Linked DNA regions of Mus musculus: all the other regions are linked to region 1. Evidence: chromatin contacts called from public HiChIP or PLAC-seq and promoter capture Hi-C data. All regions are on one chromosome and are shown on one strand. The core of a region is the stretch at or near the end of the contact, and the rest is flanking DNA. Distances in the headings are between cores, read along the strand shown. Region 1 holds the start of Smim13 (small integral membrane protein 13). Region 2 overlaps Gm32401 (a long non-coding RNA gene). Region 3 has its middle 20 kb from the start of Gm32401. Region 4 overlaps Mak (male germ cell-associated kinase). Region 5 has its middle 17 kb from the start of Gm32448.

Region 1 (4,593 bases), core at 534-3,033:
TCTTTGCGAGCCACAGTTTTGGAGGATACATTATAATCCACTTGGGAGCTTTACAAAAATCTACTTTGCCTGCTCCTTGCCCTGAAGACTGGCATTCACTCTGTGGGGATAAGAGATGGGCATTTGTAGTTTGAGTTCCTTTTGGTGAGTCAAATGCACATCAGACTTGAGGGGTTGGAAGGGAGGTCAAGTTTATCTGGCTCTTGGGGGCTGCACACACCGCTCTTCCTATGTAGACGCTCTTCCTGTAGGTCTTTCCATGGTTGGATTTTTCACTCAGGACTCAGATCAGATGTTACTTCCTCAGGAAGTTCTTTCTCGATGACTACAATCTCAACACCCCCATGTTCGCCACAGTGCTTTACTTATTTTCATTGGGGATTTGCAATCCTTGCACACCCCTATTTATGTTATTGTCTGTATTGCCATGACTTTTTTTTAAAGATTTATTTATTATTATACATAAGTACACTCTAGCTGTCTTCTGACAGAAGAGGACATCGGATCTCATTACGGATGGTCATGAGCCATCATGTGGTTGCTAGGATTTGAACTCAGGACCTTCGGAAAGGGCAGTCAGTGCCATCTCACCAGCCCCTGCCATGGCTTTATCCTTGGCACCTCAAAGAAGTCCAGAGCACACAGAAGTGTTTGTTGTATGTGAATGAAAGAGAAGGTAAAAAGGTCTGGATTCTTCCTGATTTCTTTTGAACTAGATCTATTCAAATGTATTCCTTTCAACCAGATTGTAAATCAAACGTGCTCCGTTATGCAAGTGAGTTGGATCATCTGCTAAAAATGAATAAGTTGATTTCTAAATTTATTGCATCGAGCTCAACTCTCTCCACAGGAACTGTATATTAAATCTTGCGCAAAGCCAGTAATGCCTTGATGTATTTTTATGCTGCGTCTTAGCTGGAAAGCAGTTTACACAGTAGGGCATCTGGGAATGGCTAGCACAGAGTTGCAGTGGAAGGCGAAAGCCTTGATTTCTCAGGGAGGAAAGGGCTGATCACCTCTTGCGTTAACAGATGTGGCAGAACTGGGAGTTTTAATTTCAAATAGAAAAAAAGGACTTGAGATAAATACCTTGTTTTTCAGAAGTTAGTTCAAGCAAATGTGGCAAAACCTTTGGCTGTTGGCCAGATGTTGCTTGAATTAAAGGAGACAACAGAACGAAACTTGCTAAACAGGTAGGTGAATTAAGAGCACAGATGTCTCTAAGTCACTCACCAGTTACTTCTGAAGCGTACTATCTGTGAAAACACAACACAACATCTGTTGCTGGGGGAGGGGGAAGGCTTTCCAGATTCTGACGTCAGGGGACTTATTTCCTCACAAGTAACTAACCTTTGCCGGGAGCAATAGGTTGGGTTCAAGTACAACCTGTTTTTCAGGCAACAGCCATCCTCTTTTCCCTTTTGCTCACTAAAACCAATTTTGTATTTGAATTAACGGCTGAAATGTAACTGGCACCTCGGCAGGGAGACAGTCCGACGCACAGTCTTGAGAACAAGAATCAGCAGTCTCTAAGTTGGAGGTGGCGGCTCAAGAACACCAAAGGCACAGGGGACGGGAAAGGAGAGCAAGGAGAAGCCGGAGCAGCGTTGACTCCTGGGAGTGGTAGTTCGTTGCTGGGCGGAGACCTGGAGCTCTCGCCGATCTTTGCACTACATTACCCAGCAGGCCTCGCGCAGCGGCTGAGTCGCTGCGGAGTGGGTGCTTGGTGATGAGCTACCGCGGGGGAGGGGGCGGGGAGCGGAGGAGCAGCTGCAGCGGCCTCGGGGAGTGGTTGACATCTGGCGTCTCCGAGGGAGGAGGGGGACCTCGAGTGAGCTGCAGCCAGGGCCTGGCGTTCGCCGCGCCACCTCCAGATCACTCTTTCCCCGCCTCGACGTCCGCCATGGCAGCGCGTCCGTCCGTCGCCGGCCTCTCCGCTCGCCGTGGCTCCGGCTCCCCGGAGCGATGAGGAGGCGGTAGTGGCGTCCCAAGGCCCGCTCCACCAGCGACTCGGTCGCCCCGGCCGGGGGCAGGTCTGAGGGCCGGTCCCGTCGCGGCCCGCCCCCGCACCGCCAAGTTCCGCCCCCTGGGGGCGCTGCCCTCGGGCACCCGCGGTCCATGCCGCCCCGCCGCTCTGCCGCCCGCCGCTGAGCCCGCGCCCACCCCCCAGCTCTCAAAATGTGGCACAACGTGGGGCTGACCCTGCTGGTGTTCGTGGCCACGCTGCTGATCGTCCTGTTGCTGATGGTGTGCGGTGAGTGGGGGGTAACGCCGGGGGCGGTCGGGAAAGCTCGCGTGGACAAGTGTCCACGGTGATCACCTCGGTGGTCTCGGTGGCCACCGGGCTCCCAAGACCGAGTTTAGAGGAGTCATGCCTCTTGCTCAGGGCAGGTCGCCCGGGCATCACGAACCTTCAGGCTCAGCGAACCTTCAGGTCTGGCATCCTGACTCGAGGTAGAAGCACGTTTCTGCTTCCCCGGCAGGTTTGTCCTTGGTTGCCATAATGCCACAGCCTACCCAGATCTTTCACCGTGGCCTGTATTCGAAGGAGCAGTGATCGGTTTCATCTTTTTATTTGGATGTTCTGAACCTAGTGAGAGATTTCATCACCTTTTGGGTTTCCAGCGCACGTGAAGCTGTTTGTTTACTTCCAAGTTCAGGCTTTAACCAAATTCCCAGCCTACTTGATAATGGGCAGAGCCAAAAAAAAAAAAAAAAAAAAAAAAAAAAAAAAAAAACACCACTGGCGGTAATAAACTTCCAGGGTCAGGGAACCTTATCTTGGTTCTGCTGTCCTGGGGCTGTTTGGTCTGCTGCTGTGTACTTCTCTTCCCAGGAGGGAAGGAACGTTAAACTGTTCTCATGGCGTGTTTTCCATCCCTCTTAATTCGTTATGCACATAGCTGATAACCACAGGTCTCAGCCAGGAGACTGAACAATTGTGAGAGTTTGGAGAGTATTTCAAATAAATGACAGTAAGCACTGGTATTTAGAAGACCAAGTATGGGTTTGAAGTGATGGAGTATTGGGTTAAAATTTTATAAATACTGTAAAGCTTATTCTTACATAGTTAATGCTCAGTCCAGTAGCTATATTTGGAAAGATATGCACTTACATATTTAGACACCTATATGTGTATTTAAATTTTGTCAGTAATGCTGACTGAACCGAAGGCTTCACATATGCTCAGCACATGTTGAACTACATACAGAGCTAGTCCCAACTCTAACATTTTTGGCTAATTCTAGTGGTTCTAGATCTAAAGAATCCTTTTTAAAATCGGGGTCTCACTACGTAGCCTTGGCTGGCCTGGAGTTCACCATGTAGACCAGGCTGTTCTTGAACTCATGGAGGTCCAACTGCCTCAGCCTTCCAAACCCTAGGATTAAAGATGGCCAGTTTTGCCCAGCTGTGGTGGCGCACGCCTTTAATCCCAGCACTTGGGAGGCAAAGGCAGGAGGATTTCTGAGTTCAAGGCCAGCCTGGTCTACAGAGTGAGTTCCAGGACAGCCAGGGTTATACAGAGAAACCCTGAAATACGATGGCCAATTTTTTCTCTTTTTTTTTTCATGACATAAAAAAATGAAATAACATCTCCCCAGTTTCTAATGTGTGAAAAGGGTGATATCATTAATTGTTGTTTGCATTTTTTTTTTTGAGGTGGGAGCCCCACCAGGTTGGCATTGAACTTGCTGTATGGAGGAGGCGGAGGATCTTGAGTTGCTGATCCATAGAGGGCTACACCCAGTTTATTCAATGCTAGGATGGAACTTCAAGCTTCCTGCAGGCTAGGCAATCCACGCCCCCAGCTCAAGGGCCTTGAAATAAGAATAAACAAACCCTTGAGCGTTAGTTGGACACAGGGGTAAAGGCGTGTGTCACCCTTTCTACTCGGAATGAGAGTGTGAGAGTGTGACATACAAGCCATACTACATCTTGGACACAACACTTATCAAACTTGCTCTGAGACATTTTAAGTCCCTGGTTGCTTTCTTACCTTTCACTGGCCGGCGGGCTGCTTAGTTTTGCTAGTTTTTCTAAGTGTCATTAGCTTCAGGAAACCTGAGCGAGAGGCAAGGTCTGATACCTTTAAAACTAACAGCTTTATCACGTAGTCCAAATACTGTTCCTTGTTGGGAAACTAATGACAGGGTAGGGCAGCCCTTTTGTTCTGACTAGAAGGTGGCTGAAGGTTGAAGAGGAGGGGGAAGGGGCAGACCTGACCTGGGACCTGGGGTGCCGTGTTAGTTTGCTGGGGGCTCCATTGCAGAATCCCAGACTGCCTTGCTTCTCCCTCAGCTATTTACTCTCACAGTGCTGGAGGCGTGAAGGGCTTTAAGGGCATCTCCTTGGCGTGTAGATGGCCGTCACCTCCTGGTACTTTCATAGGGTCTTCCCGCAGTGTGTACCTGATACCAGTCACTGGGTCAGGGCCCTGGCCCTTGTGACCTTATGTCCTTTCCAGACAGTCACATTGGGAATTAGGATCTGTAATACATGCTGGAGGACAGCCTATAGCTGAGTGATTCAGGCATATGCCCTTAAATAATTCTTACCTTTCTGTGGTCATTGACTCTTTTGAGAAACTAGTTA
Region 2 (4,593 bases), core at 1,370-3,869, 250 kb after region 1:
CATCTGTTTATTCTGTTTAGTCTGCATGGAGTGATTTAGAATAAGATAATAGCAATTTCAATAGAATCCAACCTATTCTTTTCTTTCTGTCACTTCACTGTCACAGAAACAAAGCTCTTTGTCTACATCCTCCCTGTATGTATCCCTCCCTTGCATACTCTCTGCTGGCTTTGTCTTCTCGTCTCCCTTTATATCCAGTTTTCTGTACCTCTGCTTCTTCTTTTCCACCCCCTTTCTCCCCAGTGCACTCCTTTCATCTGGATCCATGCCTCTAACCCCTGGCTCTTCACCCGTGTTCTTCCTAATTGCATCCTTGGTAATCCTGATGATGGGGATACTAGAGGGGGTTTATGTTTATACAGTACTATGAAGGGCTGGGCAGTGTCAGTGGTTAAGGACTTGCCTACCATTCATAAGATCCCTTCCCCCCTGAGTATTTTATAAAAATATAAGGAGAGGAGGAATATGTTTGGTGAATGTGTAGCCAGGTGTTGGGGAAGGGGGTGCCTCCGTGGGCACATGCATCCCTTCCCCCTGAGGGACAAGCCACATGACGGTATAGTATAGAATAAAGTTTATTCAGGGCATGGGGTGGGGGTGGGGGGAATTGAGAGGGTAGTAGAGACAGAGAAAGGCAGAAAGAGAGAGTAAATGAGTAGAGGCTGGCCATGAACATGTGGAGAGAGAAGAGGGAGGGGGATGGGGGGGGGCAGGAGCAAGAGAGCAAGAGAGAGAGGAGGGGGCAAGCAGCCCCTTTTATAGTGAGCCAGGCACACCTGGATGTTGCCAGATAACTGTGGGGCACAACCTAGACTAAATGCCAACACCCCCACCCCAGTTCAATCCCTAGCCCTGAAACAAAAAGGAAGGGCCAAGAACTGCTTTCTTTTATAGACACCTGGCAGCCTTGGTCCTCTCCTCCTTGGGCCAGTTAAGGCTCTTCCTTTGCCTGTTGCCTAAGTTTCACTGTTAGGCCCAACATGTTCATTGTTTCTCCTGCTCTTGGTGGGGGTGCTCATGGTATCCAGACCAGAAAAAGCCTCTCTGCATGCTCTCTCCATTCCCACCCTTCTCCATTCCCACCCATCTCCATTCACAGCCTTGCCCTCAGGTGCAAAACCCTGCACTCCAGTGAGCTGGGCAGGGCAAGGCACTGGCAACACAAAGTCTAACTTAAGTTCATACATGTCATAATAAATAAAAGTTGTTTCCAGTTGCTTTGTCAAAAAATAAATAAATAAACCTCAAACCATATTAACCCCTTAGGCTTCTCTGTGCCCACCTGTGCCACCACTCAGTTTACACTTGTATTGCTTGGACTACTACAGCAATTCTTAGCTGTGATGGCCATTTTCTAATGTCCATACTGAGAAGGGCGTGCAGCAGGTACAACGACCTGGGATATTTGTGTTTCTCTAAGCTTCAGTTGTTGAAAGGCACCTTTCATTGTGATTAAAGTTTGTTACGGATGGTGGTTAAGGCATGAAGGTGTCACCCCTCTGACTGCTCTTGTGCCCATATAAAAGAGTTCCAGAGGAGCTTGTTAGGCCCTTACAACTGGTGGCCACGCCACTGGAAAGTATCACCTGTGATGCCAGGAGTCTATCCAGACCAGCCAGCATCATGACCATGAAGTTCCTACTGTTTATACACTTCCCAGTCTAAGCTATGGGTGCAGCTTGACAGGACAACAAGCCTTTGGGAGACATTAACTGAAGAAGCATCTCCATGGTGCTCGATATTCCCAGACATGTCCTCCCTCTTTAAAGATGTCTACCAGGCCCTTGCTCCTTACAAGATGAAACTGAAATGACTCAGCTCCTCCAAACCCATGTTATTTGCTTAGGTTCTCACTAGCCTTGTCCACATTCACCAGTAGCCTTCATCTTCCTATAACATGGAACACACTGTTCTCATGTATTCTGTGACCTCTCATAATTATAGCATGGCCTTAAAAGCCCTCCATCCTTCTCTTTCTGGCAACATGGCCGTGTATGGCCTTCAACATCCCATGTCCCGAAGAATTATCTTTTTCCTCCATCTCGGTCATTTCATTCATCACAAAATGTCACAATGGTGCCTTTGTCTCCTGTTTGCAAGGCTTCTAAGGCCAAGAAACTGTTGCTTATTTATCCTCATTGACTGAATAACGTTTTACAATGCAGTCCTTAGATTTACCTAGTATCCTGGTCAGCTATAGACCCTTTGGCTGAACTGTGGAATTGCTAAATCTGTTTGCATGGGGTGCAGGATGCTCTTGGGCAGTTCCCACATGTTGGAGAACACATATTTGGAATCTAGTAAACATTTGATAAATAGAACCATGATTGAAACTACTAAGATCTCTACTAAAAATCTACCCTCTTTCCCCCTGTCTGGTTTAGTAGCTTATCACATGACAGACCCAGGTATTTGGCTCCACATAGATCAAAGTGGCTTGGTGGGAAACAGCTTTGCATTATTCTCTAACTGAGTCATGCAAAGTTTCCAATGTCCTGTCCAAATGCCAAATTGCATTTAGGGTCACTTGAGTCTAGAAGATGGTAGGCTGTGATAAGGACTCAGACATTCTTGCTCAATTGGGAAACTGGTATTCGTGAGCATACTCTAGATTTTTAGCTCAGCCAAGCCATGTTCTTAAGTAATTCACAAGGGTCTTCTAATGAACAGTCAGCTCTCTTTACTGTGCTTATCAGCAATAACGATAACTCTATTCTGGTTAATAGTCCTTTCCTGGTGACTCTGGTGGGCTGTGAATAGGCCTTGGAGAGCTTTTCAGGTTGTAGGTGAGGCCTTCGAGCAACTGTGAGGATGGACAAGGCATGGCCACAGCATCTCTAATGCCTTTTGAAGTATCCCTTTAATGTTAGCCTCTATCATCACCATGAGACACTGTTGTAAAATGCACCATGTCAAGAAACATCACAAAACTTAGGTTATGCTAAAGACCTGGGAAGGCACAAAGGATACTTAAAAGGCTGGTTTGTTAGCAAAGGGGCAAACTATTTTAAAAGGCAGTACTGAGTCAACACACCTACCTCTGGCTATATAACCAAAGGACCTGACATCGCTAGGTTAGAAAGTCCTCTCTGCTCCCAAATTCATGCAACATATTTCACAATAGCAAAAGTATGGGACCTTCCTAAGAATCATTAGTGGGTGAACAGATAGAGGAAAAGTGGTACCTATGCACTGTGTAGTAGTGACAGACCTAGAAGGAGGAGTCTTTCTTTTGTGATGACATGGATGGAGAATATTACAACAGTGAAATAAGCCAGACATAGGCCAAAAACCCACCCATTCTCATTAATATGTATTGAACTTATAGAAACAAGGTCGAAGGTTGCTTATCAGGGCTGAAGATGTTGTCCAAAGACCAGAAAGTCATGAACAGGAAAAATAAGTAAATACAGTAAATATTCAAGGTAATGAGTATGGTAACTGGCTTGATATCATTCTACAGGATGGTGTATACCACACCATACTATCACTATAATTATATATGGCTGTTATTAGTTATATACAATGATGAAATTAAAAAATGACTACATGTAATAAAAGTATATAATACAGTAGAACCTCACGTAGATGTTGTGAATACAGACCTTAGACCTGAGAGGTGGATCAGAAGACGGAGACAGTAGGAGTGACTTGCTATCACTCTGGGTTTTCCCTTTGTATAATAGTTGAGAGCTGTACATCAATACAGAATGGTTATTAAATCACCTCCTAGATAGTTCATTATGCTGCAGCAGCCAAACAGAGCATGAGGGGCCCTTGTTTTAGTATGAATTACATATTCTTTAGTATCTTCATTTTTTATTCATCTCTCAAATAACATATTCTTAATGATGAGACCACAGAGCCTTAATCATCCATAAAAGATGCTGTATTCAACATTATATCAAAGTACACATTCCTTTAGACATTTCCTCATGTGTATTCAGTGTGATCTAATATAATGTTTAGGTTTTTAATGCTCCTATATCGAGTTACCATAGACACAGCAGCCTAACACAGCACGTATTCATTGTCTTATATGTCTGAGGGTTAGAAGTCTAACACAAATCTAACTGAGTGAAGTTGGGGTGTGGACGTGGCAGGACTCCTCTACTCTAGATGGGGGATAATCTGTTTCCTCCTCTTTCTCCACATTGCTTCGCTCAATGTTCCCTTCCTCCATCTCTATAGCCTCTAGTCTCTACATTGCCTCTCACACCACCTTTTGCTGGCCACATCTCCTCTTTACTACAGCTGGGGAAATTTGAATCTTATTTTAAGGACCTTTGCCATCATACCAGACTAACATGAATAGCAGAGATGCCCATCTCTAGGTTTCTAATTTAGTTACAACTGCAAAATCTCCACATATTTGCATGTTACAGGAATCAGGACATGGACACATTTATGGCCATCATTCTGCCTGTCACATGTGGAGACAAGACAAGGAATATTGTTGGAGATTAAGTGAGTTATTCCAGGTTACAAAGCTGATCAACACATTTGTTAAACTCGGGGGAGCGGGGCAATATCTGGTGTAATCAGACTCTTAACCAATGACATCTTATGATAAAAGAAGAATGTTATAGAAGA
Region 3 (4,593 bases), core at 1,369-3,868, 220 kb after region 1:
GTGGGCTTTAAGACCCTCATCCTAGCTGCCTAGAAGCCAGTCTTCCACTAGCAGCCTTAGATGAAGATGTAGAGCTCTCAGCTCCTCCTGCACCTTGTCTGCCTGGATGCTGCCATGCTTTCTGCCTTGATGATAATGGACTGAACCTGTAATCCAGCCCCAATTAAATGTTGTCCTTATAAGAGTTGCCTTGGTAATGGTGTCAGTTCACAGCAGTAAAACCCTAACTAAGACACAGTACAATAAAGAACTTTCCTAAAGGCAAGAACTATGGGCTTGGTAGATGTTATGATCTGAAGTGGCCCGTTCACCCTGATTTGTCCTAGAGTATCTCTAGTTTAAAGCAAGATGGCTCAAGTGGGTCAAGGCATTAGTTTCTAAGCTGGATGACTTGAGTTTGATTCCCTGGGGCCAACATAGTGGAAAGAGAACCAACTCCTGAAAGCTGTCCTCTGACTTCCACTGCTACCATACAGTACATGCACACACATCATAGATAGATAGATAGATAGACAGATAGATAGATAGATAGATAGATAGATAGATAGATAGATAGATAGATAGATAGATAGAGGCTGCCTCTATGTAAAAACTACCCCCATGCCCGGCACAGCCACAAAAGCATCTCCTGCAGGAGGATCTAATTGAGGACTGCCTGAGAGACCAAGAATTGCTAATGCAGACAAGGCCAGCCAATCAGGAACTGCTGTTTAGAAGAGATGCTTTCTTGGGACCAATGGGATGTGGGTGAAGGGTATTAAAGGAGCTTGCAGCAGTGTTCAGAGTCTGTGTCGTTGACTCTGTGCCACCTCACCTCCAGTCCTTAAGGGCAGGTAGGGTCAGACAGTGAGTAGTTCAGGGCACAGGCAACCGACAGACAAACAAATAGATGATAGATAGATTAAAAACCCAATATATTACTATGTCTTGGAAATGCTAGTCCCCAGCAAATCTGGAAGGCTGGTCACATGTTTTTGGCCCATAATCAGGTAATGTTGCTTTTTTTGAGACTAGTTTCATCATTAATGTATAAGGGTCTATGGAGGGGTAACAACAGAGCCCTCAGGGTGTTTCAAGCAGGCCTTTGGAGATGCAGACTTCCATAAAGGGCTACAGGGACTGCTGCAGAAAGGCAGTATAGAGAATAACCTCTCCTGTCACAACCAGAGAAGGGTCTTTTTAAAAATGGGACTTACATATTTAAATTGAGGGAACTTCTGGTCTTTGTGGGACCTCCCTCTAGAATTCCATGATTTCCTTTTGTTTTTGAGGCAAGGGGTTCCTATAGGCCAGTGTTCCTGCACCTGGTGGCTCCTAACACCACCTAGGGTGCTTTAGAAACACAGTACTGGCTTCACACATCTGTGAATTTGGGCTTTACAAGAATTGGTTGGAGCCAGAGATCTGTGTTGTTGTTTTTTAAAATCTTTGAAGGTGACATGAATATAAATTATTCACGAATGTCAGTTCATCAACTCTCATCAATGATAGATTGCTTTCCTCGCATTTCAAAAACGACCAACAGAAACCATTGTTTGACTCCATGTTTGGTACATCTTGAACTTTCCATGCACCCTGAGGGCTTGTGAGAAGAGGGATTGCTGCCTCATCCACCCCTATTTCTGTTAGAGTAGAACCAGGCAAGACCAGATATATGCAGACATAGAAACTGTTTTCAGAAGCTGTCACCTGCCATTAGGAGCACCATTTTAGATCCTAAATTCAGTTGAGTATCTAGTGTGGTCTCTTTACGTCGTTCATACCATTGCCTTTGGACCTCAACCTAGTACAGTAATTAGTAAATTTCTGGTGAAGAATGGAAAAGATTGGAGGTATAGTTCAGTGGTTGAATATTTGCTTAACACAAAGAAGCCCTGGCTTTAATACTAAATGTATATTTGTGGAATACAGTGAGATATTTTAAAACATGTGATATAATGATCAAACCAGATAACTGGTATACCCATCACCTCAAGAATCTATCTTTTCTTTGCAGTCAGCTGCTTGAAGACTATGGACTATATCCTTTACCACAGGAGAACTGATTCTGTTGGCTCTGAGGCAGTCTCATGGGACCTTGGCTGAGGATATGGGTGGGAACAACAGGATTTCCTGCTTTCAACATTAGGAACTTTGCACTGAGCACAATGTACCAACAGCGGCTGTGTCCTATTCTGGGGCCCCTGGCCAATCCTGCCTAATCTTCTACAAATTCCATTTTGCTTTATTACTTTCTATTTATGCCTTGCCCACCAGTTCATTTCTGACCTTTTTTAAAAAAAATCTTCTTGTAGTGTTTTGGTTTTTAAATATATTTGTAGGGTGATTACACAGGCACATTCTCATCGCTGTTTCTCTTCATTCCTGTTCCTAAGCTTACAATGATCTTCCTGAATGATCACTGAATCTCCTACAATGGTTGCACCAGGGACTCTGAGCATCTCATATCCCATCAGTTGTTTTTGTTCTCAGTGTGGAGAAGGCTGCAGGCAGCATAATACTGTCTCTCTAACTGTCTCCATTAGGGCAAGCAATGCTTCTTGGACTACAGAGAACTACTCATGGCCACATCCCAGACCTCAAGGCTAGACACACCCCAAATAAAGTTAAAAAGGAAGTGAAACCACTGACCATTATTAACCACTAAATAAGGAGCCTGAGATCCAAGCTTTAGAGGAACGCTGGAATGGTGCTCATGTGGCTTTTGTAGCTTTTACGTAACGGGTTGAAATAAGAAACGGCATCCCCCAAATAAACACAAATAACAGTAAGAACAATTTCAAACAGAGTCTTTCTCTTTCATCCTGCTTCCCTGACAGTAAATTTGTTGGTGCATAGTTTAATGATCCCTAAGGAACAGGGGTCCATCTGGTTCCTCTCTGGAGAAGGGTTTTGGCTCTAACCAGAGCCTCTACTTGTGAGGATCCTTGTGATCCTTTCTAAATTAGTTCTATAAAATCTGCCTAAGGGAAGGGCAGAGTCTGTGACCAGAAGCAACACCCAGCCTTCTCTGCCCTTTAACCCAGACAGTCACCATGGCTTCCGCATTCCACCTCCAGATGTGACATTTCAACAGCTAAGGGACAGCCACTTAGTGGTTGGGCGACCAATGCACTTCCCCTTAATGCTATAAGTGGGCCAGTTGGCTTGGCTTTGTAAACTCTAGGAGGGTGGATTTTTGTTGTTGAGGCAAGGTTTCGTTAGGTACCTCAGTTTGGTCTTGAATTCATGATACCCCCTGTCTCCAATTCTTGAGTCCTGGGATTGTTGATACATGCTTATAACATGCCCAGTTCTACCAAAGCCTTTATGGTTCTGTGTTTACAATCTTTATGTCTCAAGAATCATCTCCAAATATGCTGACAGGAAAATGTTATGTTAGATTTTTAAAAGTTTAATTTGGGAATTTTTTTTTCTCCTTGGAAGCCATTTAGAGAGACCAGTCATCCTCCAGGGAAAACGTATAGTTTTCTAGTGGGGAATCTCATGGGATTTCATGAGCATGGCGGATGGTAGAACAGGTGCTTAGGAGAGAGCAGGAATGTGACCTTCACGGCACTCTTAATAACTGCCTCTTGAGCAGAAGAGATGTCCTAGGAGGTGAAAGCTCTGGTCAACAGCCTGATAAGCTAAGTTTGAACTCCTAGAGTCCATGTAAAAGAACAACGTAGCACATGTCTGCAGTTGCAACACTCCTATTGCAAGAGAGGAGGTAAAAACAGAAGACTCTTGGAGACCTGTGGGCCAGCTAGCCGGGAGAACGCAAAACAGTGGCAGGAAGAGAGACCCTGCCTCAAGCAAGATGGAAGTGCTGGACCAACATCCAAGGCTGTCCTCCGACATTCATGCTGTGGTGTGTGTAAGGGAACATAAGCACAAAGCACATACAGATATGTGTTTTAAATCATCTCTTGATATGAGTACTCTTTTTCTCTGACTTAAAGTGTGGGCATTGCTATGTGTGAGAGACGATGTACTGATGGAGGAAAAGGTATTGTGAGGAGAGATCAGGAACAGTTGTTCTCTCTGAAAGAGCCTGAGAAAAGCCAGATACCAAAAGCAAGGGTCACATTCATACAACAGAGAGTAAGAAAGGCTGAATTCTTGTAATTTACAGTACACATTGCCATTTGTAGGGCAGAAGGAGGCAGAACTTGCAGATCGTCATTCTAGTAGTGGTGTAGGACCAAATGTTTTTGTAAGGGCCATCTGCAGTTGCAACACATCTCTTACGTGTATTGTGTCCAAAATGCTTAAAGAGCTTCTGCTTGCAACACAGAGAGAACAGAAAAGTCTCACAGCGTGGAGTGGCAGGCCCTAAGAATCTCAAAGTCCTATGCATTGCTGAGAGGTCAACAATCAGTGTTTCAGCCGAGGCAGGTGTGAGGGGACTAGGAAGAAAGAAATCGTATTGATCTCTGCGCAGAAAAACGGCTAGAGAAGCAAGCTGGGCTGTTCCATAAAGCCTTCCTGTCTATACTCGAAAGAGTTCAAAAGCAAATGGGTTTTGCTGAGGAGTCCAACAGCAGCATTTTCTGTGCTCGGATTTCCCTGAGGAAGGGGCTGGGGAAGCTTCTGTTTATCTTTCAGACA
Region 4 (4,593 bases), core at 1,018-3,517, 200 kb before region 1:
TCCCTAACACTTGGCAGATTTTAAAGATCTCATCAACTTCACTTGTCCCTGGGAAAAGCGGCCTAAATGTATATAACTCGGCCATTATACTTCCCACGGCCCACACGTCAATGGGAGAGCTGTACACCGAAGACCTTAGTAAGACTTCAGGAGCCCGGTACCTGTGAAAGCAGAAAACAGTATAGAAAACGCTGTTCTGAGTGTGACATTACATGGCAATGGACAGCCGGAGTCAAGTGTTGGCCCACAGCTTCCAAGCAAGACCCAAGGACAAAGCACCTTCTGTCTACCAGGGACGCTGGGTGAGACACCTATTTCCTGACCGCAGTTAGTGGTGCTGGCTAGAAATGTAGAGAAAATGTCCGTGTGGCTTGAGGTAGGTCTTCATATGGATAGTCGGGAAGGTAAGTGCCCTCTGAAATAGTTGTCAGAAAGAGCCACGGACAAAGCCATCAGGTGTGTGAATGTATCCACATGCAGGTTAGGAAAGGAAAGATGGAGAGATTGTCCTTGTGCATGGGGTTTTTAACAAATCACATGGAAAATGTCCATGCTATCATTACACTTCCTCACATGGATACTACTATTTTTAATTTACAAGAGCAAAGGCAAACAGCCCCTGCAACAGCCCTGCCCCCAACCCTCACTGATGTCCTCCTACTAAACAGTTGTTTTACTGAGTCTGGCACACCAGCTCAAGCCATCTTCCTAAATATGACACAATTCCACTCTGTGTGTGTGTGTGTGTGTGTGTGTGTGTGTGTGTGTATTTCCGAGATAGGGTTCCTCCGTGTAGCTCTGGCTGCCCTGGAACTCACTGTGTAGACCAGGCTGACCTCATGTACATATAGTGTTATCTGCATTCACTAACTTTCCAAATGCATACACTGCCTGGGACCCTGCTGTGTTCTGGTCTGCACGATGCCAGCAATGATGGCCACTTGTGCTAGACAAATGCCAGTGAGTATTTTGTATATATTCATTGGCTTCTCTTGAGAAGCAGAAAAGTATGTTTTTTTTTTAAACTAATATATTTTGTTTGCTTTTGAAGACTATTGTTGGAATATTTCCTTCAAAAAACAGTATTCCTAATTTCAAGGCTACTGTTACAAAGCATCACAACTTGAGGTGGTGCAGGCCCTCAATCCCAGCATTGGGGAGGCAGAGGGAGGCAGATCTCTGATTTGCAGCCAGTCTGTCTGCTCTACCTAGTGAGTTCCAGGTCAGCCAGGGCTGCACAGAAACCCTGTTTCTGGATATTTGTCTGTCTATCTCTCTCTCTATCTATTTATCTCCCTTCTCCCTTTCTCTCCTCACTGATCCCAACATCCTATCTCTTCTCCATATATTATTTTGCTTATAATAATATATCACCATAAGATGTATGTATATACTTGATTTTACACATATACATACAGAAAAATGCACTTAAGCCCACAACTTGCTAAACTTTCCACAAATAGGACACAATCATAGGTCCAACAACCAGATCAAGAAACGCATGCTACGGGTACCTCAAAGGCTCATTCCATCACCACTGTGACATAAACTCACAGCTTTCCCTAGCCTTGCACTTTATACACATGACTGCTTTCAGTAGAAGGACTTTTTCAGTGTGGCCTCTCACTCTCAGCATGACCTCTGAGAAGTACCATGGTGCTGTATGCCATGGTAGACTGTCCCTTTAGCCCTCCCTTGGGTGGGATGCCCTAAGGGCAATTGGGACTGTGACATCGATTTTGGTAACTCATACCACCTAGCTTATTTGTGCCTTGGCTCTCATGGGGCAGAGACTTCTCTCTGCTTTGTTCATGGCCTTGTGTTTCTAATGCCTACCCTAATGTTTAGCACATAGTAGGTCTTCAGTGTTATTGGAAGGTTGAGTGAATTATTTTTCCTTCTTTTGTTTCGTTAGTAGAATTCTTCACTAGCCAATTCTTCCCTCTCTGCAAAGAATATAAAATGTCTGCATTTTTTTAAATACCCAATATGGACTCTCTGGAAAGATAATTAACTGGTTCAACATAGGAAAACTTTGACATAAATGTTACCATCTGGTAGACACATAGTCAGTATATGGTGGCTGTGATCTTAATTCTCTTGCAAGTCCAAAATCAGCAATCTTCACCAGCTCTGGGCCCATGCAGAGCAAGTTCTCAGGTTTCATGTCCCTGTGAAAAAAGCCTGTGCAAGCAAGAGAGGAAACCATGCTAAATAATCATGTTTATTATCATCATCGTGTGACTCATTGCTTTATAGAAATATAACTAAGTCCTCCTATTAGCAGCACAGGGCTACGGGAGGAAACACTTTCTGGGGAAGAAGGAAAGAGGTGAGGGAACTTGCTTGCAAAATAATTTAGGAGAAGGTTCACATGACGTGTAAGATCACTAAAAATAACTGCTCATTTGACTTGTATTTTTAATTTTTGACTTCAGCAGGTGTGTACAAGGAATAGATACTGACACACTGTGACTGTCCCCTGGAATTTCTACAACCATATGGAATTTGGATGTATTGTTATCACCACTGTGTGACAGACACGAAGGAAGAGACTCAGATAGAAGCTTGGCTTCGGTCAATGTAATTAGTCTCCTTACTGCTATTATACTGTGGCTTAACACGAGATTCCCTGAGGTTAATCACATATTTGAAAAGTTCATTGGACAAAAGAGCTCCATGCATTTGAACTAATCTCCTCATTTATTTAACAGTTCACTTTCCCCTGGTGGCTAAGTCTTTGAAAAAGCCAATAATGAAAGTGCTCATTATTACTGAGTCTATATAAAATAGATGGTCGGTTACAGAGGCTAGTGGGCGGCCCAGCAGGAATGGGGCAGGATTCAGGAAACCACGAAGCCTTTCCTTGTGAGTCAGCTTTAAGGGGCTTCTTCCCTGAAGTGGGCTCAGGCACTGGCTTCTGAAGACCCCGCCAGGGAGAAGAACTTTAGTTTGTACCAAAGGTCTTTTGTGGAGGTCTGAGACCCAGCCCTCTGGGTGTCAACATTTTTAACCATTGCGTACCTAGGTGCAGCAATACCATGACACAAACCTGCAAACCTTTCCCACTAAATACCCAAATGGCCAGTGATTCTAACCAGACATTCAATAACACCAAATGTTTCAGATGTCTGAGCTAATAATTATCTTCACTTGATGGATATACAAAATCACATAAAATAAACCAGTAAGAGACTCATAGACAACAAACACCAGCTTCCACTCTACTCAGAGAATAGATGTGCAAACGCTAAGGACAACTGTAAGACAGCACACAGAGGCACTACACATTATTTAAATCCCTGTGAGCAGACATGCTTGATCAAAGGCTTCTAATCCTTTCCAAAAGAAGTTTGAAGGGGAGACTGTCATTGAGAGAACAGAAAGGAAACAGGTCCAGAGGGGAAGCCTGGTCCAGAAAGCATCCTGCACACAGCCAAAAAAAAAAAAAAAAAAAAAAAAAAAAATCACAGCACCTTCTGCACAGAACAGCAGAATGCCGCAGAACAACAAAATCAGCTGTAACCTGAAACACCACTCCCTCTTCCAGCAGCACGAAAGTGCCAGCAACACTCAAGGTTTCTCCAAGATGGGGTCCCCTGCACCCCGGCATCATTACCACCATGGCTGCTGCTCTCTGTGCCATGCATCTGAGAAAATTGGTTACTTTCAACCTATTTCTAGAAAGAGAATTCGTTCCCTAACCTGCAGAAACCCTCACAAGTCAGACTTTTGTTTTTTGGGTTTTTTGTTAATGTTTCTCTAGTTGACTTTAGGGGAGGGTATGAGACTGGTGACCAGACTTCTAAAAGGTCTGTTACAGATAATAGATATCTATGTACAATTATAAAAAAGTATACTGTTTAGATGACAAAGTCAGTCATAACTCAGCAGGAGACACAGTATTATTACTATGTGTGGTCTTGATGATACCCTATGGACATAGACAGGAAAATGAGACTGCCAAGAAACTCACCGTGTTTATGGATAAATGCCAGCCCCTGTAGTATCTGATACATAATATTTCTGATGACTGACTCAGGGAACAGTTTGTTTCTGGAAGAAATGAATAGTCTGTTAACCAAGCAAAGCTGAAGAAGGCCGATACTCCTGGTGCCCTGGTGGCTTCTATTGGCTAAATAACGAATAGAGTTGCAGTGCTAACTGCTGCAGGTTTAAAGGTGAAAATACTGATTTTCGTTGTTGTTTTGATGTTTCAGAAAAAAATCTCAAATCCAACAGCCAGTGCCTTATACAAATATTCAGGAGTTAAAAATCTACGCTGTCCCAGTAAGAGCAAAATACCCTGGGAGAACTACCAAGATCAATACACAGCTACTCAGGATTTGAGAATAAGACCTGCATGTTTTAGGTCCTTGTTGTTTTAAGACAGGGTCTTGCTGTATAGCTCAGGCTGGCCTTGAACTTACTACTTTCTTGTCTCAGCCTCCCCAGTGTTGGGATCCCAAGCTTGTACTACTATGGCCCGGCATGCTCCAGTTCCACACTAAATATTGATACAATCCAATAAAAATACAGTTAAGAGCTACACATGAGAGCCATGTTTAATTTTGCCAGCAGCTACATTTAACA
Region 5 (4,593 bases), core at 856-3,355, 180 kb after region 1:
GGTGGATGTGGTGATGGTGTATGTGTTTGTATGTGTATGTATATCTCTCTGTGTGTGGTGTGTTGTGTGTGTGGTGTAGTATATGATGTGTGTGTGTGTGTGTGTGTGTGGTGTGTATGTGGTAAAGTGTGTGTCTGTGCGGTGTGGTGTGCATGAGTGTGTGCATGTTGTGTGGGTATGAGTGTATGTTGCTCTGTATGTGTGGTATACTGTGTGTGTGTGGGTGTATGTGGTGTTTTTGTAGTGTGTATGTGGTGTTAGTGGTGTGGGGGTATGTGTCTGTGTGGTGTGGGGTGTGTGTGTCTGTCTGTCTGTCTGTGTGGCATTGCTTGGGACTGAATCAAGGGCTTCCCTCATGTATGGCAAGCATTCTACCACTGAACTTCCACTCCAGTCCTCTTTTTACTTTGAAGCAGTCTTGCTAAGTTTCCTTAGCTGGCCTTGAACACATTCTGTGGCCCAGGTAGGTCTTGACCCCCTGCCTCAGCCTTCCAGTTAGTTTCATAGGAACAGCTGATCATTTTAATTTGAACTACCCTAGAGGAAGTTCATTTTCTTGTGGAGCACTTTAATATGCATGGAGTTATCCAAATGATCAGCACAGGAAAGCACACACACACACACACACACACACACACACACACACAACACAGACCACCTCTTTGAATAGGTCTGGAGACTTCCAGGTTTGCCCAAGCACCTGCTCTCCTATGTCCCACTTGTATCCAGATGACAGCAACAAAGACTTCTGGTTGGAAGAAAATTCCATGTGCACAGCAGCCTATCTATATGAAAAAACCGCCCACCAGAGCAACATCTGATGTCCTATAATTAATGTTTTCTCTCCAGATATCAATTCCAGGCTTGGCACATCATTCGTCACACGGTGTGAGAGGAATAGATCCCTGTGACACTAGAGAAAAAGACAATCACAAAATTGTGTTTTCTGTCAGGACTCACCCTCGCCCACATTTTCTCTTGAGGAGCGTTGGCACTCTGGATCTCCAGGACAGTCCCAGGGCTGCAGTCTGCTGGCCTGTTTCCTCCTTGTCATATCTCCCCATGAACAACTCTGCCGTGCTTCTCCGCCAGCGTCTGGTGCTGGAGACTCACACTTCACTAGCCTTGAAGACACAAGTTAGAAATGCAAAAACATGTAAAACTCTGGAATGGGTCGAGACATTTCTGTCATTTGAAGGGTCACATCACAGATGTCAGGGGAAGTTAAATCCACAGCACAGTGAATGGAATCCACCACTCATTTATTCATGTATGCACAAAGCCATAGCAAGTTCTTGCTATATCTACTTAAATGTCAAAGATACATATAACTCGGTCCTGCCCTTAGGCAGCTCACAGTCTAGTTGTGCAAAGTGAGTTGTGTAGTGATAGGTACCTTGGCCACATATGCAGTATGCCAAGAGAGAACAAAAGAAGAAAGAAGATGGAAATTAGGTGTGGCTTGAGTAGTAGGCACATTATAAGTTTTCTCATCAAGGGCTCTACGCCATCTATAATCCAGGGCTTTAGACTTGCTTTCCGCTCTTTCACACCTTCCTCCTCATCTTGCGATCCTCCTTTAAACCAACTTAGCATATTTCTGTGTTTATCTATTTGAAGCCACCCCCAGTTCCTGTTTTACCTGTTGCTAGTAGCTTGCAAGGATCACTCAAGCCATGTGTTTTTCATATTTCCCTCACAAAGAGGGAAAAGCAATATTTTGGAAATGTGGTTTTTAAAATAGCTGAGATGCAAAGCTTGAATTTTATTTTATTATTTTTTTTATTTGGAAGAATGAACTGGGCATTCAGAGGGCTGGTGCTGGCCAATACTTCACTTTTTTTCTCTCATTTCCTCACAGCTGTAGGTATCAGTTTTAATTTGTGTGTGTGTGTGTCTGTCTGTCTGTCTCTGTGTGTGTCTCACACACACTCTCTGTCTCTCTCTCTCTGTTTGTATTTATGGAAAATATTAAAAAGAGGTTCCCCTGTCAAGAACAAAATCAAAATGAAGTAGGCGTTAGAGCAGAAAGTTGAGGAGGAATGGGTCTGGCACACAGTAGTTGGTAAGCCAACTTTCTCCTAACCCCACCCAGCTTCTCGAAGGAGGAAGACAAGCTTTCCAATCCAAGCAGAGGGCAATGGGAGTTGGTCCCTACTGCTTCTCCATGGGTGGGAACAGCCTCCTGTAATTTTGGATTTCTTAGCACAGTATTTTCTCGTCTTGGCGAGGAGGTGGGGAGGGAATTTTCCTCTGAGACACTTGCAAGGCAAGGGGACAAGAGCCCATGACTCCTGTGTTCTGCAGACCCCATGCATGATCAACCAAGCTTCTCTACCCCAAGGGAGCTGATACCCAGCGGGGAGTTGCAGGTAGGTTCCCAGCATCCTGTTCATTCCCCTGTAGATCCTCACATCTGCAAGGACTTCAACTGCCAAACTGTGTTTACAAGGCAATCATTTAGGGTTGAGCTGTGCTTGGGGGAAGTCATAGTATACAGTGCTAGGAATTATATAATTATATTTGTATGTGTAGGGGTGTGTGTGTGTGTGTGTGTGTGTGTAAATGCAAAATACATATGTCGATACAGAACAAAAGTAGAGCTTCCTAAATTGTAAGAAACATACTTGACACCCAAATGAAGGCATGCAGTGATGCTGGCACTCTGGGTGTTTAAAATGAAATCCCCCCTGCACGTACTTTTAAAATTCTCCTTCTAGCACTGGAGATTAAACCTTGGGCCTCGTGCATTCTAGGGGAATGTTTTACAAATACGTCCTATTTCCAGTCATCTTTCCTTCTTTCTGAATCAGTCCTCACTAAGTTCCTAGGGCTTGCTGGCCTGGAGCTTATTGTCTGTCTCCCTCAGCCCCAGGCCCAGCTGAGACTGTAGCCACGTACGACTAGGTTCTCTGCTGTCTTTTCTTTACACTTAAAAGGCAGTGCTGCCCTTACGTCCAGGCCAGGATGACTCTGGATAGGGTCTTAGGGTTTGGATTCTGAATTTCTTCTAGCACTTTCTGAATGAGTCTGTGGCCAAGAGGTAGTGTCAATGTATTGATCATGCTTTCTCTTAAAGACCATGTGCGGAGTAATAGGACATTAGTCATTCCAGCGCAGTGATCCTCGCCTACTTCCAGCTCTTTACCACTGGCTCACCTTCCTGGGGCAGAGGGTTATAAGGTAAAAGTAGACTAGAGGGCTGGGAGGTGCATGGCCAGGGTACCAAAGCTCTTGAAACATGGGATGGAAGGCTCGGATGGGAGGCTGGACCGGGGACCATTGGTGTTACATAGTCCAATGTGAGGCTGCAACTGCCCCAATAGTCCTGAAGCCAGAGAGAAGTTTTATTTACTAGCTTCTTGGTGTAAGCTATAGTTCTTAAATATATAGGACTATAATGTGTACTCTTATCTTAAACACCTCATTTTTGGGGAGTGGAGGGATGTTCCAGATTTATTATTGGAAAAAAATGCACTATCTTGTGTGATTTTATTTTCTAGTTTCCAACAATGTCTGTCAGAAACATACACACACACACACACACATACACACACATGCATGCATGCAACACATACATCAAATGCACATAAGCACAGTGAAAGTGGAAAGGGAAACTAATTACATATAATAACTGTCACAAATCTTGTATCTACACATAAACAAAATAGTATCAAAAATAAACTGTTGGGTCCCCAGTTTCTCTCAGTAGTAGGACCCACTGAAAGCTATCTCTCCCAGCTTGAGGTCTCTTCCCTGCCTTTCTCTTTGTGTAGTTGGCAGAAACAGACCACACATCACATGGATCGGGTTGATGAGATTCATTGATGCTATTTCTGATGGCTATAGCTCGTACCTGCCTTTGTTGTATGTGTTATTCTAGTGTGCGCACACAGCAGCTGTGTCTGTCCACGTTGCTTCTGATACACAGTGAAATCTTCTCTAGTGCTTCGCCATTTTGCATTGCACTTGGAGGCCTATTTGTATTGTGCAAAAACCGAGAGATAGATGCACTAGCTACATGATCTATGCGTACATTTTTAACTTTAATGTGAATGTTTTCCAGGACAGTGCATGTTCCTGCCAGCATGGGATGGTATTTATATCGGCATATATTTCTTTTTAGCTTTAGTCACTTTGTACTGGGAATAACTATAGTATGTCATCATTCCTTTTTCTGAAAAGTTTCTAGGCTCCTCATTCATTTCCAGATACACTCTGTACACACTGTGATTGGAATAACTAGGAGTCACAGAGTTACTGCTCATAGTGTCCGTGTGATATGAAATAGCAATGACCGTATTTATGCTAATAGCCATGGCTATTTGAAGAATGGCAGTCAAGGGAAGATGTAGAGTTTTGGAAGATCCAGGGGATAAAGTCCGAGCTCTAATTCAGCTGGTACTGTGATTTTTAAGGTACCACAGAGCATAGCACATGGATCTAGGGGATAAGCCACTGTGCAGATAAGCAGAGGACTGGTGCAGACTTGAATGTTAAATGCTCCCCAAAGGTTCCCATAGAAGGGCTTGGTTCCCAATGCTGTGCTACTGGGAGAGAGGGGGGAACCTCTGGAAGGTGAGGGCAGCTTAT

The links. Promoter capture Hi-C pulls out the DNA fragments that hold promoters and counts their contacts. HiChIP or PLAC-seq counts read pairs in DNA pulled down with a chosen protein or histone mark.
Region 2: a contact with region 1 is called in a promoter capture Hi-C map of pre-B cells. The contact joins the enhancer-like site here to the promoter of Smim13 in region 1. A contact is called at or near these places in 6 of 39 promoter capture datasets (the C10 cell line, the HPC-7 cell line, cranial neural crest and 2 more), 1 of 484 Hi-C or Micro-C datasets (CD4 T cells), 4 of 115 datasets of contacts at active chromatin or transcription factors (bone marrow-derived macrophages, effector CD8 T cells, embryonic limb bud and 1 more) and 3 of 9 other capture datasets (adipose tissue, liver and macrophages).
Region 3: a contact with region 1 is called in a promoter capture Hi-C map of pre-B cells, with 3 times the contacts expected there. The contact joins the enhancer-like site here to the promoter of Smim13 in region 1. A contact is called at or near these places in 6 of 39 promoter capture datasets (the 3T3-L1 cell line, 3T3-L1-derived adipocytes, the C10 cell line and 3 more), 1 of 115 datasets of contacts at active chromatin or transcription factors (pancreatic cancer cells) and 1 of 9 other capture datasets (liver).
Region 4: a contact with region 1 is called in an H3K4me3 HiChIP or PLAC-seq map of bone marrow-derived macrophages, with 2.5 times the contacts expected there. The contact joins the enhancer-like site here to the promoter of Smim13 in region 1. A contact is called at or near these places in 1 of 484 Hi-C or Micro-C datasets (adipose-derived mesenchymal stem cells), 3 of 115 datasets of contacts at active chromatin or transcription factors (bone marrow-derived macrophages and embryonic stem cells) and 1 of 9 other capture datasets (liver).
Region 5: a promoter capture Hi-C map of pre-B cells shows a contact between it and region 1, with 2.6 times the contacts expected there. The contact joins the enhancer-like site here to the promoter of Smim13 in region 1. A contact is called at or near these places in 3 of 39 promoter capture datasets (3T3-L1-derived adipocytes, the C10 cell line and pre-B cells), 2 of 484 Hi-C or Micro-C datasets (liver and nephron progenitors) and 1 of 115 datasets of contacts at active chromatin or transcription factors (bone marrow-derived macrophages).

The regions. Positions count from the first base shown.
Region 1 is chr13:41,248,061-41,252,653 of GRCm38.p6, forward strand. It overlaps Smim13 (small integral membrane protein 13), which reads left to right and starts at 1,784. Exons shown (of 2, transcript NM_001135577.2): 1 at 1,784-2,254. The coding sequence starts at 2,179.
Region 2 is chr13:41,492,357-41,496,949 of GRCm38.p6, forward strand. Gm32401 (a long non-coding RNA gene) reads left to right here. Exons shown (of 8, transcript XR_873291.2): 2 at 4,386-4,467. Among named protein-coding and RNA genes, the nearest start is that of Gm32401, 7.7 kb to the left of the region's middle. Within about 2 kb of position 2,620, at least 2 of the 459 cell types and tissues checked have an H3K27ac peak or open chromatin away from gene starts, as enhancers often do.
Region 3 is chr13:41,464,258-41,468,850 of GRCm38.p6, forward strand. It overlaps a transcript of Nedd9 not described here. Among named protein-coding and RNA genes, the nearest start is that of Gm32401, 20 kb to the right of the region's middle. Within about 2 kb of position 2,619, at least 106 of the 459 cell types and tissues checked have an H3K27ac peak or open chromatin away from gene starts, as enhancers often do. A contact at or near this core is called in the HPC-7 cell line, liver and pre-B cells, where this site is marked.
Region 4 is chr13:41,049,319-41,053,911 of GRCm38.p6, forward strand. It overlaps Mak (male germ cell-associated kinase), which reads right to left. Exons shown (of 13, transcript NM_008547.2): 4 at 3,977-4,056; 5 at 2,052-2,184; 6 at 1-161. Among named protein-coding and RNA genes, the nearest start is that of Mak, 19 kb to the right of the region's middle. Within about 2 kb of position 2,268, at least 2 of the 459 cell types and tissues checked have an H3K27ac peak or open chromatin away from gene starts, as enhancers often do. A contact at or near this core is called in bone marrow-derived macrophages, where this site is marked.
Region 5 is chr13:41,424,901-41,429,493 of GRCm38.p6, forward strand. It overlaps a transcript of Nedd9 not described here. Among named protein-coding and RNA genes, the nearest start is that of Gm32448, 17 kb to the left of the region's middle. Within about 2 kb of position 2,106, at least 20 of the 459 cell types and tissues checked have an H3K27ac peak or open chromatin away from gene starts, as enhancers often do. A contact at or near this core is called in pre-B cells, where this site is marked.